Regions from separate parts of the Mus musculus genome. Here region 2 is linked to region 1. The links are chromatin contacts, called in public Micro-C maps. All regions are on one chromosome and are shown on one strand. Each heading gives the region's core, a stretch centred on a gene start, on an enhancer-like site or on the middle of the called end of the contact. The rest is flanking DNA. Distances are from core to core; before and after follow the strand shown.

Evidence for each region. Hi-C and Micro-C count contacts between places; a contact is called where the count stands out from the background.
Region 2: a Micro-C map of trophoblast stem cells shows a contact between it and region 1, with 2.2 times the contacts expected there. The contact joins two enhancer-like sites. A contact is called at or near these places in 1 of 15 datasets of contacts at CTCF or cohesin (pro-B cells), 19 of 484 Hi-C or Micro-C datasets (the G1E-ER4 cell line, the HL-1 cell line, bone marrow-derived dendritic cells and 11 more), 4 of 115 datasets of contacts at active chromatin or transcription factors (the 230-238 cell line, CD8 T cells, cardiomyocytes and 1 more) and 3 of 9 other capture datasets (adipose tissue, liver and pancreatic islet).

What each region holds. Positions count from the first base shown.
Region 1 is chr8:93,978,794-93,985,277 of GRCm38.p6, reverse strand. Amfr (autocrine motility factor receptor) reads left to right here. Exons shown (of 14, transcript NM_011787.2): 8 at 334-444; 9 at 1,776-1,966; 10 at 4,857-4,960. Among named protein-coding and RNA genes, the nearest start is that of Amfr, 31 kb to the left of the region's middle. Within about 2 kb of position 3,412, at least 44 of the 459 cell types and tissues checked have an H3K27ac peak or open chromatin away from gene starts, as enhancers often do. A contact at or near this core is called in trophoblast stem cells, where this site is marked.
Region 2 is chr8:94,047,470-94,054,519 of GRCm38.p6, reverse strand. Ogfod1 (2-oxoglutarate and iron-dependent oxygenase domain containing 1) reads right to left here. Exons shown (of 13, transcript NM_177767.4): 4 at 2,345-2,445. Among named protein-coding and RNA genes, the nearest start is that of Ogfod1, 14 kb to the right of the region's middle. Within about 2 kb of position 1,594, at least 23 of the 459 cell types and tissues checked have an H3K27ac peak or open chromatin away from gene starts, as enhancers often do. A contact at or near this core is called in trophoblast stem cells, where this site is marked.

The DNA.
Region 1 (6,484 bases), core at 2,163-4,662:
GGTTCCAGAGATTCAGGGTTCTTATTTTTAGTCAGTGTCTGTTGTTGCTACTGATTGGAAGCTCCTGGGGTTCTTCTGACATGTTTGTTTTGTGAAGGTGTGTCTTGATCACGACTTAAACATGTCTGCTTGTGGACATGGCTCTCTCACTGCCGACACTCTCCCTTGCCAGCTTGTGAGAGGCTGGCCCACACCAGCAAGGGCAGCATTAGTGGGTACTCCTTTTTGTCTTCTTAGGGACAGTTTGGATCTCTGGGGGTCTGATTGCAGTGGTGTCATTTGGCGGTGTGTGAAATTGATGAGTTCCTCCTGGGCCTGCTGTGTGTTCTACAGGTTTGCTGTTGCAACTCCAGAGGAACTAGCTGTCAATAATGATGACTGTGCAATCTGCTGGGACTCCATGCAGGCTGCAAGGAAACTGCCCTGTGGACATCTTTTTCACAAGTAGGAGCTGTGTACAGGGTGTTTGGGAATGGGTTTCTGTCCTTTTTCAGTGGCTTTGAACATATTCCCAGCACGAGAGCAGGAATGTTACCTCAGCCTGGCCTTGTTGGTGATGTTGCTTGGAAACCTGTGACTAGCATTTATTTTTTAACCTGTGAGCCTTTTTTTTTTTTTTTGCCTTTAGATGTTTCTTTATCCGCATTAGCCAACTTAATTTCTATTTATTAGCTTTCTTCAAAAATTTTCCCCATTTTGAGTTCTAGAGAACTGGGTTGAAGTGGAACCAAGAACACTTGAGTGATCCATTAGCAAAGATCACAGGCTTGGCCCTTCCATAAATCTCCAAGATCAGAGAAGATCTCATATTTCAGAGCTATCAAGACTAAGAAAAATAATTTTGTACATGGATTTAGTATTTTGCTACTGCTAGATTTAGAGGTGTGTTTTAGAAAAACAGGCCTCTGAAGTACTGGTGCCTGCCTTTAATCCCAGCACTCAGGAGGTAGAATCTCTGAATTTAAGGCCAGTCTGGTGTACAGAGTGAGTTCCAAGACTACACAGGGAAACCCCATCTCAAAAAACTGAGAGAGAGAGAGACAGAGAGAGAGAGAGAGAGAAGGGAGGGAGGGAAACAGGACTCTGAAGAGTAGTAACATAGGAATCTGATTCAGATTAGGAGGAAGTGACTTTTAGCAGGAGTGAGATCTTTGAAGGCAGAGCAGGTCAGGAGGGTGTAAAATGGGAGGCACAAGGAGCAGCTCCAGCAGAGGGCAGAGTTGGTGTGTTGATGGAATCAGATAGAAGCCAGCGTGGGATTCATGGTGGAAGAAGGAGTGTGTCTGCCAGTGGGGTAGATGTCGGCCAGGGCTGGAGAGCTGCTGGATGGGCAGGGACCACTGAAGAATTTTAAGTGAGGTGCTGGATAGAGAGGAGTGAATGAGCTCTACAGAGCCAGTGTTTTGAAGAAAAGGCCATGGTTATAGCCATATTGGTCGGTAGCTGTGTAGTAAATAGGAAGATCGTTGGAGTAAAGCAGTCCAGGGTGGAAGAGGCTGAATGCTGGCTGAGTGAGCCACATGGGCTCTGCAGTAGCCGAATGGAGCTGGAGGTGAGAAGCCAGGCCATGAAGTGGTGGAGGAGGGACCATAGCCAGAGGATGGTAGATGTCTGCAGTAGAGGTGGTGGCCACAAGTATTTGTCAGCATTTACATCTGGTTACTGGTAAATACAAGTAAAGCGAAATGAGAAAAACAGTAATTCTGGTGATTTCTCACAAAATATGCTGAAGAGAATTGAATATGTTCTATCTCTTCCTTTGAACTCTTTGATAGCTCCTGCCTTCGTTCTTGGCTAGAACAAGACACCTCTTGTCCAACATGCAGAATGTCTCTTAATATTGCTGATGGCAGTCGTGCCAGGGAAGACCATCAAGGAGAGAACCTGGACGAGAACTTGGTTCCTGTAGCAGCTGCCGAAGGCAGGCCTCGCTTGAACCAGCACAATCACTTCTTCCACTTCGATGGTAAAGTGGCTCCAACTTCTACAGCTATCCGTGTGGCTTTCTGCTAAAGTGATACTGTTAGGATTTGTAAACTGCCCTGTATAGACAAGTTTACTAGTACTTAAAATTTTTTTACTGTCCTTTACTAAATTCATTTATTCTGTGTGGTTATGTTTGTAGTGCATGTATATGTATACTACATGGTATCCCTGTGGAGGTCAGAGGGCAATTTGTGAACATTGGTTCTATTCTTGTGTTACGGATCCTGGGGACTAACTGGCTTATCAGGTTTAGATAAGAACCTTCACTTGATGGGTTATCTTGCCAGCCTTGTATTACATTTTAACTTCCTTTATTTAGTTTTAATACAGGTTTTTTTGTTTTGTTTTGTTTTTGTTTTTTCTGTGTATCACAGACTGGCCTTGAACCTAGGGTTGTTGTGCCTTAGTTTCTCTAGAGTTATGTTTACAGGTTTGTAGCCACCGTGTCTGCCTTATGCCTCAGTTTCAGAAGTGTTCAGGGTGGACGGATGAGTAGGTGGAACTGAGGGGTTATTCTGTGTCATTAATAAGTGGGGTGAGACGGTCAGTGGTGCATGGCTTTAATCCCAGCACTCAGGAGGCAGAGGCCAGCCTGTCTACAGAATGATTTTCAGGGCAGCCAGGGCTACACAGAGACCTTGTCTTGAAAAACAAAGGAGGTGGAGGGTGAGGTGGGGAGGTGGAAGTAGTGAAACTGAATTAGTGTGTCTTTAAGGAACCCACATAACTAGTTCAATAGTTAGCCTTTGCTAAAAGTTGGTTGTATTGGTGTGTTATGTAAACTTATGATGAAGGTTCCTTGAGTTGTCCTCTCAGGGAGGACATAGGTGGAATCTGAAGGGAGCCCTGTTGCTTTCTTCATAAAGCATGGCTAGTCCTGCAGCTTGGATTCTAAAGTCATGGGTATTTATAGGGGCTGATTATCTATCTCTCCTGGAGTCACGCCTCCCAGTGGATACTGAGCCCATCAATTCCAGTGCCATGGGTTGATGAATTCCTGCTCTGGAATTTTCTTAGGAGAGGTGCTGTTCAGACTCTGATTTAAGTTAATCTCAGGGTGAAATATCGTAAGAGTATTGGTACAGTCCTGAAAGGCTCAAGGGGAGAAGAGGCCAGCGTCTGAAGGAGCTTCAAGGAGCTGTTTTGGTTCTGTTATTAACAAAGGGAGTAGAGCACAGACCTTTAGTCCCAGCACATGGGAGGCAGAGGCAGGGGCAGAGGCAGGCGGATCTCTGTGAGTTTCAGGCCAACCTGGTCTACATAGAGAGTTCCAGACCAGTTGGGGTTACATGGTGACTCATAAAGAGAACCATCCCAAGTGTAAAAGTGGGGTTTTTCCCCACAGCCCCGAGCTCCTGAGACTCAAACGGTATTTACAGACACCTTGGCCGCAAGCTTTGACTGTTCCCAGCTGACTCATAGAGTAGTCATCCCATTATTCTATTCTAGTTGTACCATGTGGCTGGTTACCTTTGTTCCTCTCCCATGCTTCTGCCCTTCTCCATGTTCCTGGGGCAAATCCTTCACATCTGGCTCTGTCCCAGAATCCTTGCTTCCCATGGAATTTCCTGCCTCAGCTACAGCCAGCCAGTCAGCTTTATTTGACAGGTAAAGCTTCCAGACAGACAGCGATTCCTAAGAGCCAAGCACAAGCTTGTTCTCGCTCAGTGCTGAACTCTTCCATGTGGGCCTCAGCGTGCTAGTCCAGCCCCTTACCTCTGAGCCATGTAGTTCCAGCCATTTTCTGATTTCTCTTTGAGACAGGGTCTCATGATGTTTCTCAGGCTGGCTTTTCACTTGTTAATTCTCTTGTCTGTACCTCCCAAGAAGCTGGGATTACAGACCTGCACCACCAGACTTGCTTACTAGGTACAGCTTCTGAAATGTGTTGGCAGATCTTGGAGATGGAGATATATATATATATCCCATCACTTTGTCCCTTGTTTTGGCAAGATCCCTTGTATCGCATGCTGCAGCTTGGTCGTAAAGCAATACAACCCCACACATGAAGCTCTGAAGCTTGATCTGAATGTTTTGTAGTTGGCACATGATGGCTTTGAATTGTGATCCTAAAACAATAGAAACGACACCTGCTAATGATTACATCACTCCACAAACCTATGTTGGAGAACGCTTTGAAAAAGAATTTATAATCTGAAAACTAAGGTAACCAACCCCCCATTCCGCAAGGCACTGTTTCATTGTGTAGCCCTTGCTGGCTTGGGGTTCACTATGTTGACCAGGCTGACCTTGAATTCACAGAGATCCTTCTGCCTCTGTCTCCCAAATGATCAGAGTAAAGGTGTATATTAGGGAATGGAGGTGTGTACCTCTCTTGAATGGGTAAGAGAACACCCCTATACCTATTTAAAACAAGGCATTCAGCACAATGCCCAGACCAAGGTTAAGTTATATTAAGCAGAAAGTACTTCATGAAGGTAATGATGGAAATGGCTCATCCACATGAGGAGTAATTTGTGCTGGTTGTAGCAGAGGAGTGGACCTGAGCTGCTAGAGCAGTTTCGGAGTCATGGGAACCCTTGACGAGAGAAGGGATTGCAGGTGGAATGGCTGTCTGGCCTCACGTTCTGCCACGTCATTAACCTGTGTGGTCTTGGATGTGTTTCCCTAACTTCTCAGTGCCTCAGGGACCAAAGACCAAGGTTGGGGCCAGAGTCACATCTCTCAGGGGAGTGGAAAGCACGTGTAGGTTTTGGTGAGGACAGAATAAACTAATCTGGAGAAAACACTTGGCAAAAAAGGAAAGCATAAAGAAAGCCCTCAGGCACTTGGTAGAGTGCCTGGAAACAGATGACACTGGGGCAGGGACCAGGGCACTAATTCTTGTGTTGGACTCTGATTTGTCTTAGGGTCCCGGATTGCAAGCTGGCTGCCAAGTTTTTCAGTTGAAGTGATGCACACTACCAACATTCTTGGCATCACGCAGGCAAGCAACTCTCAGCTAAATGCCATGGTAAGAATTGCTGACTGTTTAAGATGAGAACTAGTGAGTGGTCAGGAGGGCACAAGGAGCTCCATGACATGTGAATAGTGTGGCGGGGATAGGGTGGCGGGGATAGGGTGCATGACCTTGCTGGTTTCTCATAGCACAGCCAAGTTTTCAGGGACCACTTCCATTTCTTTCCATTCACTCCTCTCTTCTTTGTCTCCCTCCCCTCTTCTCTCCCTGTCTGGAACAAAAGATTAAATCCAGGCCTGAATGTACTAAGAGTGCTACCTCAGAGCCTTGACACGATAATAAGCTGGTGCTGACTAGTGAGTGCTCAGGTAGTAAGGCAGGCAGCCCACACCAGTCGGGAACTTGCTTGTGTTTTACCTGTGGCAGTGCTCACTACCAGGTCTACCTTACTGTGACCCAAGCCCACGCTGAGACTCCTTGATTTAAGCAAACATTCAGAAGGAAGTATCAACAAGAGTGAACAATATAAAGAATTACATAAGAATTATCAAATACATTTTTTTTGTTTCTTTGCCTCCAAAGTGTTGTGTGTGTGTGTGTGTGTGTGTGTGTGTGTGTGCATGTCTCTGCACCTTGTAACTTTGAGGCATGCTGTTGGCTCAAGGAAATTGTCCAAATACTTTTTGTTTTTGTATTTTTCTGAAGCTGTGTATTTGGTTTTTGGAATAGGGTTCTGTCTGACATGGAATTCTATGTAGAACAGCCTGCCTGCCTTTTTTCCTCCTGAGTGTTGGAACTGAAGGCATGTGCCACCAAACCTGGCTAAAAGTCTGTCTCTGAGCTGGGTGTGGTGGTGCATGCTTTTAGTGCCAGCACTTGGGAGGCAGAGGCAGGAGGATTTCTGAGTTCGAGGCCAGCTTGGTCTACAGAGTGAGTTCCAGGACAGCCAGGGCTACACAGAGAAACCCTGTCTCGAAAAACAAAAACAAAAACAAACAAACAAGCAAAGGAACAAAAAGTGTGTCTCTGTGAGTGGACTGTACTCAGCTCAGCAATTGCAGTGCCCTCAAGGCAGACAAGAGTCTTCTTGGGAAGGGTGGGTTGTGTGTAAGCTCAAAGGTTGGCAAGATGGTTGGTGTATAGGAAGGAAACAGTTGCTCAGGCTGTGGTGAGGTTGTACTGGGAACTTGGGAAGGGTTTGTCAAAGGAAATTCTTTTCTTTTTCATCCCTTCCTCTCTCCCTCCCTGGTCTCTCCCTCCCTGGTGGAGCTCTTGGGAGTTAATCCTGGGTATTGCTTATATGTTCGGGCTCCTTCTTTCCTCCCCTCTGCCTCTGTCCCCTTCTCTTCTTTCCTCATGCTGGACACTAAGTCTAGGGCCTGGGCCTGCTAGGCAAGGGTTTTGCTACTGCACTACACCCTCGTCTCCCTGCTTTCGGAGATAGGTTCTCTAGTCCAGGTTGGCTTGAACTCATGATCCCCCTGCCTCAGCCTCCTGAGTATTGGGATTAGAGAGCACAGCCATGGGTTGTTTTTTAGTGAGGAATGTGTGACTAGGAATGATCTTTAGAAAAGTAGA
Region 2 (7,050 bases), core at 345-2,844, 71 kb before region 1:
CACAGATCTGTAAGGCTGACTCCAGCTTTAACTGGCTTGCAGTTTTAAAATGACACTTCTCCTTTGTAAAGGAAGCAACAAAGCTCAGACAGTATAGGAAGTTTTAAGCACAATGAATCCAGACAGATCTACAACACAGTTACAAACACTATTTTCCCACATACTTTTGTAGTATTTTCCCCTCAAGAACATGCATTTACTTGAAGAAATGTTAATGCTATAGTGGTGGGTTGTGGGCTGGGTTTTTCAAAATTACAAAGCGAGTCTTTCCATATCAATATACACCCCTGACATCACTTCTATTGGCTGCAGTTATTATACTATATAGAGGCACTATGTACCTTCTCTTTAATTGCATTTCTATTTGTTATTAAATTGTTTGTATTTCTTGGCTATTCCAAAGAATGCCTTAATGAATCTTAGAGTTCCTGGGTATATACGTTCCTTTGTTGTTGTTGTTTTTTTAATTTAAACATTTATTTATTTTGATGTTAGTGGCAGACGAGGGACATGTGGATTAGAGGACAACATAGGAAGCTGGTCCTCCCCTTCCACCATGTAGGTCTCAGGAATGTAACCCAGATTGTCAGATTTAGTGGCAAGTGCCTTTAACCCACAGAACCAAGCCACCTCAGGGCAACTTAACCTGCAGTAATTTAGCAATAGTAAAATTACCGTGTGAAAAGAACTGAACCAAAGTTTGGTGAAAAGCATGACAGTTACATAATCTGGAAGCAGCATGTCCAAGGTTCTTGGTTTGTCTCCCATAATTCTTCCAGTCCCATAATTCTTAAAGGCCTGGTAGCAAAGCCTTACAATCCTAGCTACTGCAGAGGTTGAGCAAGAGAATCAAGTTTAAGGCCAATCTGGGCTACAGGGTGGGTTCAAAGGCAACCTAGGTGACTTAGATGCCCATCAAAAAAAAAGGAGAGAGAGAAGGAGAGAAAGGGAAGAGAGAGGGAAGAGAGAGGGAAGGGAAGGTAAGGGAAGGGCTGAGGATACAGCTCAGAGTAGCATCTGCCTAGCAAGTTGAGACCCTGGGTTTAATCCTAACAGCAAAACAAACAGCAAAAGCACCTGGCACAAAGTGTGTACGGATAGGAGGAAAGAGTGGCAATCTGAGACTGGCCTCCCTGTAAGTCCTCCAAGGTCACAGGTCCCATCACTAAGAAGATGACACATACTTTGAATCATCCAGCAGGATTCAGAAAAGCTCAGCATTAGCTATGACACTCCTTCCAAATGCACGTCTCAAGGAGAATCACTCAATTATAAGGAAACACCAGGTAAACCTAGACTGAAGGAGTTGTTAACAGATAACTGTCTATAAGTCTTTAGATGCATCAAGGTCCAGGAAGTCTAGGAGCCCAGGAGGTTATTGTAGAGTGCAGGAGGCTCAGCAGACAGGACAAGTGGATGCTGTCCTTTTGCCTCAAGGATCGAATAGTAACTAGTGAACGAGGCCTATGAATTAGATGGGAACAACACAGACCTGTCGAGTTTCCGACTCTGAAACTCTCACGGAGGAAGACTGACTGCAGTGTTCAGGCCTATGGAATCTCAGGACTGCAACTGTCTTTCAAGTAAAATACCACAATTATTTGTGGTATGCTTGACCCTTCTATTTAAGCTGGATGTGGTGTCATTCAAGAGGCAGACGGTCTCTGTTAGACTGAGGCCAACCTGAATCACGAAAGTCTCAAAGGAAACAAAACGATAAAGAAGAACGAGAACTGAAGATAACACCGTGGCTTTTCACATGCATCACTACGTTTACCCCCAAAACGCTTTACCAATTTAGACTTCCCAGAGGCCATACAGGATAGCAAACCTGAGTCAAAATTTAGCAAGACAAAACTAAGTAACCTTTCCTTCCATATAAAAAGGCATACATATTCCAGTGCACATTTCTGAGCTCTGAAGGGGAACTGGAAGGCGAAAGAAAGCTCTGAGGAGGGAAGGCAGGTGACGACAGGACTATTACTATTTATGTGTTCATGTCCTATGTCCACTCACTAAATTCAAAATAAGAGAAGGAAAACCAGCGTTAAAGGAGATGGGAACTTTTAGAAGCCTTAGGACAGAATTTATAGCATCACCTTTTGGGTTTTACAATACTGTGTGCAGGCTGGTATGAGAACTTTTCTGCAAATACGTTCAATAGCTCTCACACACCCACAGAGAACCATTACCTTACCCTTTGTGGTATGATGGTTACTTCTGTGTGTGAGCTGAGTCCTTACAAGGAAGACCCCGAAGCTAGCTGGTACCCTGATGCTACCTTCCCGTCATGGTGAAGTTAAAGCCTCAAAATCTTTAGACAGCTGGGCTTTAGCCTCCTTACCAGTGAACTCGTATTTCGCACACGACATGTCAATGGTTGGTTCTAGGTCAATGCCGGAAACCTTAGAAAGCCAGGCCCGAAAATCTTCAAACATAAGTTTCCTAGAAGGGTGAACAAAAGACAGCTCGTGAGGCCGCAGCTCTGCAGCAGTGCTATTCCTATAGATCTTCTCTTAAGGTCACATTTAATTCAAGAGCCCAGTTCTCAGATTTCACTCACGAGACCCTGAGAGGTGCTCTATCTCTCTTTAAACTTGTGCAGCGTCAAGTTCCCAGAAAAACAGTGGAACTCTCCAGCCACCTTATTGTACTTGCTCCGAGTCTCCTCATGTATTTCATTCTCTAGCAGTTTGCCTTCATTTGAGATGTCCTCCATACCAGCACTTTGGACTCAGTTGTAAGTCCCTACATCACTTTGTCATTACAAATCACCCATTGTCAGAGAGCCTTTTCAGTAGCAAATGGGAAAACTCAATTGCTATTTTTACACACTCTGCTGCCCACATCAAATCTGTGAGTTTCCTGCTGGTACCTACCTATTTTTGGAAATAGTTCAATTCTTACACTATCTACATACAGGATTAATGGTTCAGACTCACAGGACTGGTCCCATCTTCAGACTCAGTCAGAAGATCAGCTCATGAGGCTTATACCCTGGTGGCTGGGTATAAACAGGAGGCCCCTACAACACCCTCCTCAAGTTGGATCCTCTATTAGGTAATGTTTCCTTACTGTAGTTCTAGTTTATTAACAAAAGAAACAACTCAGGGGTTGAAGAGAAGGCGCAGAGGTTAACAGCACTCCCTGCTCTTGCAGAAAACCTGGGTTTAGTAGACATGAGTGATTAAACAAACCACTAGCCACGGGTGATGGATCCAGCCTATCGTAAGCCCTTCTTCTCTTTGAAACAAGACCTTATGCTTATAGTTCAGTCTTGGTCTACAATGTACTACGAAGCTCATCCTAGACCCAAACTTGTGGCATCCTCCTACCTCATCCGAACATCCTCGTTGTTTTTACTGGAGGTAGAACAGTTAGGGCCAAGAGCTGTAACCCTCTTAGTTATCTTCTTGGCAACTGTCCCTCCTTCCCCAGACTCGGGGCTTGTCTGTTACCTTTAGCTCTGGTATTTTAGAAAGGGTTTTTTCCCTAACAAAAGATTCTCCCTTTGCCTTTATTAATCTCAACATTTTAAGTTTTAGGAGCTTGGTGTCAGGAATGGGGACTAAGATCAAATATGCATTTCCTGTTATAAATCTCAGTATCATAAGCACTAATACTAATGCAGTGATGTGCCCTTGAAATTAGGATTTTTTTTTTCAAGACAGGGTTTCTCTGTGCAGTCCCGGCTGTCCTGGAACTCCCTCTGTAGACCAGGCTGGTCTCAAACTCAGAAATCTGCCTGCCTCTGCCTCCTGAGTGCTGGGATTAAAGGCGTGCACCACCACGCCTGGCTTTTTTTTTTTTTTTTTTTTTTTTAAGTAATTCTAGTTTTGGTTACATCTACATGTGCACCTTTCCTGGCTTTTAATTGTATCCTAACTGAGAACAGCTTTCTCTTCACTTTTGGGACATAACTGTCAACAAACCCATTTTCGCATTTTATGTATTTGATGCTACTTTGTTTTCACAAAGGCAAGAAGCTGGATCCAGAGTTCAGCAGTTAGTGCTAGGGACTCCAGTAACACTACTACTGCCACTTAACAAGCACTTGGGTGAACAGCTGCAGGAGATCATAAAACGACCTTTCTAAAATTTAAATTTAGTGCGTGTGTATGTGTGTGTGTGTACATGTACCATGGAAGACATGTGGAGGTAAGAGGACAATACGTAGAAGTTAGTTCTCTTCTTCTACCATGTGTGTACTGGGAATTGAACGCAGGTCATCAGGCTTGGTGGCAAGCACCTTTACCAGCTGAGCCAACACACACGGCCCACAAAATAACTTTAAGTTGTAGTAACAATAAATACTAAATTAATCACACAACAGTCAACAAAACCCACAGATGTTCTGATGCTAGCAGGGTGTAAGTAGAAAAAGATAATGAACATTTATTTCTATTTTAAGCTAAGCTAGGCTTCTGGTCTTTCTGTAGAAGACTCTTTAATACAATTTATAACTAGTTCCGTTAGTCAACTTTGAAATAATGTTAACTTTGATAATTAAAACCTTTTGTTGGACATGTAGTACAAAACTCTGATCCCAGTGTGGAGGAAGGTAAGGCAGGAGGATTGCAGTAAGTGCCAGGCCCTCCAGGGCGACACAGGAAAATTTCATCTGAAAACAATAATAACAAAAACAAATACAGCAACAAACAAGAAACAAAGACTCTGAATCCAAGTATTTAAAGATTTACATGTGATCAAATTATATTATGTACAGACATGGTATTTTTGGCTCATTCAAATGCACGGAACAGAAATTCCTATAAAATGCAATTGTGCTGTCAATTACTACATAGTAAGTCTCCTGGGGAAAAGAGTCCACTACCATTTTCTTATAATGTTTACATTCTATAAGATATTGTGCTTGGCTGGGAAAACCCCAGAAGTGTTCAGCAAAGTCTAAAGGCCCAGGGGCCACTTACGCAGAATGGGCCAACACAGCAGCTGCCACACTGGTCTTCAGACAATGGTAGGGGTAAGGCTGGGGATAAACACTTCTGAAAAACCAACTAGTATCATCAACTTCCAAAAGGGATGCTACAGAACGCTCCTTTCCGCACTCTGTGAACGCATCACAGGGACAGGCTTCTGTCTTCTCCAATCCTTGGCATCTTTAATGTGATTCATGAGGATGCCCTGAACACACATGGCAAATAAAAGGAGCAACTTTCTGTAATGGTCAGGGACTTTCCGCACTCAAGTCACTTAGCTGTGACTCTGCCGGTATGCAATGATGCTCAGCCAGAGACGACAGGTGTTTGGCACCAATAAGATGAAATATGTTAAAGTGAAATTGTTTCTCTTTAGGAGGAAAGTCTATTTAGTATGAAATACGATTTACAGCTAACACATAAGCAATACTTCTAGATAGAAAGAAATTAACCTGGGGGCTGGAGAGATGGCTCAGCGGTTAAGAGCACTGACTGCTCTTCCGAAGGACCTGAGTTCAATTCCCAGCAACCACATGGTGACTCACTATCATCTGTAACGAGACCTGATACCCTCTTCTGGTGTGTCTGAAGACAGCAACAGTGTACTTATCTATAATAAAAAATAAACTTTGGGCCGGAGTGAGCAGGGACTGGAGTGAGCAGAAGTCCTAAAATTCAATTCCCAACAACCACATGAAGGCTCACAACCATCTGTACAGCTACAGTGTACTCATATACACATAAAGTCAACACACAAAAATCTTTTTAAAGCCGGGCGTGGTGGCGCACGCCTTTAATCCCAGCACTCGGGAGGCAGAGGCAGGCGGATTTCTGAGTTCGAGGCCAGCCTGGTCTACAGAGTGAGTTCCAGGACAGCCAGGGCTACACAGAGAAACCCTGTCTCGAAAAACAAAAAAACAAAACACAAAAAACAAATCTTTTTAAAAAAATAAATAAATCTTTACAAAAAAAAGAAAGAAAGAAAAAGAAATAACCTGCACAGGCTGCTACCATATATGCGAGCGTCCCAGAGAGAAAAGAAAAACCAACTTCCCAGCTCTCTGTTATAAAGCACATGCTCATCACAGGAAAAAGAAAGCCCAAAGACGTAAAAAGAAACTCTTTTACTCGGTATACATGTACAGAAGTTTATGTGTGTGGCAGTTCTTTCCTATTGAAAACTGTATTTCAGTGCATCTGAGATGTCTTTGGTGGGAGTAACTGTTATGAATCTCTAAGGGGCGAAAAGGTTGCTAACTACAAGAGAATAAAATAGTAACTATCCTGGATACTAGATCTTAGAGATAAAAAAAAAAAATCAGTGTATTCACAAAGTGAAGTGTGACTATATTATGTTTATTAAAATACACACATATATTAATGGTGTCATTTCTTGTATGGAAATTTCTTTGAGCACTTCTTTCTTTTGTCGTGATCTTAGGACTACTCTATAAAATGTGCATACTTGTGCAAATAGCGACAGGAGGCTCTAATTAAGAGAACCAGCTGCTCTTGCAGAGAACCTTGGTTCAGTTCCCAGAACCCACATGGCAGCTCACAACCATCTGGAACTCCAGTTCCAGGGGTTCCTATATCATCTTCTGATGTCCATGGGTACTGGATACACATGGTGCATATGCATTCAAGCAGGCAAAACACTCATGAGCATAATAATTTTTTAAATACCTACTTTTAAGGGTATCTTCTAAAGTACTGTGGCAGTATGAAAATGGATCTACCTGTCAACACTGGAGTGTAAGTAACTTTTAGTACTTCCTAGCTTCACGAGTAGAAAATGCTATCGCCATTGTTACTTTGCTTCATCCATAACTAAGAAAGCCAAACATTTTATTATTAAGAATTTGGAGTCAGACATGGTGACTCATGTTTGTAATCAGCACTTGGTAATCTGAGGTCGGAGGACTTCTGTGACTTTCAGGCCAGCTTGAGCTACATACATAGACAGTGCTAGACCAGCCTGAGACCCTGTCTGGAATGAAGGGAAAAAGAAAGGAAAGGAGGGTGTGAAGATGGGAGGGAGGGAGAGAGAGAGGGTGATCAAGTGATCCAAGGCTTAAACTTGTATCTTAGCTCTCTCACGTTCTGTTGA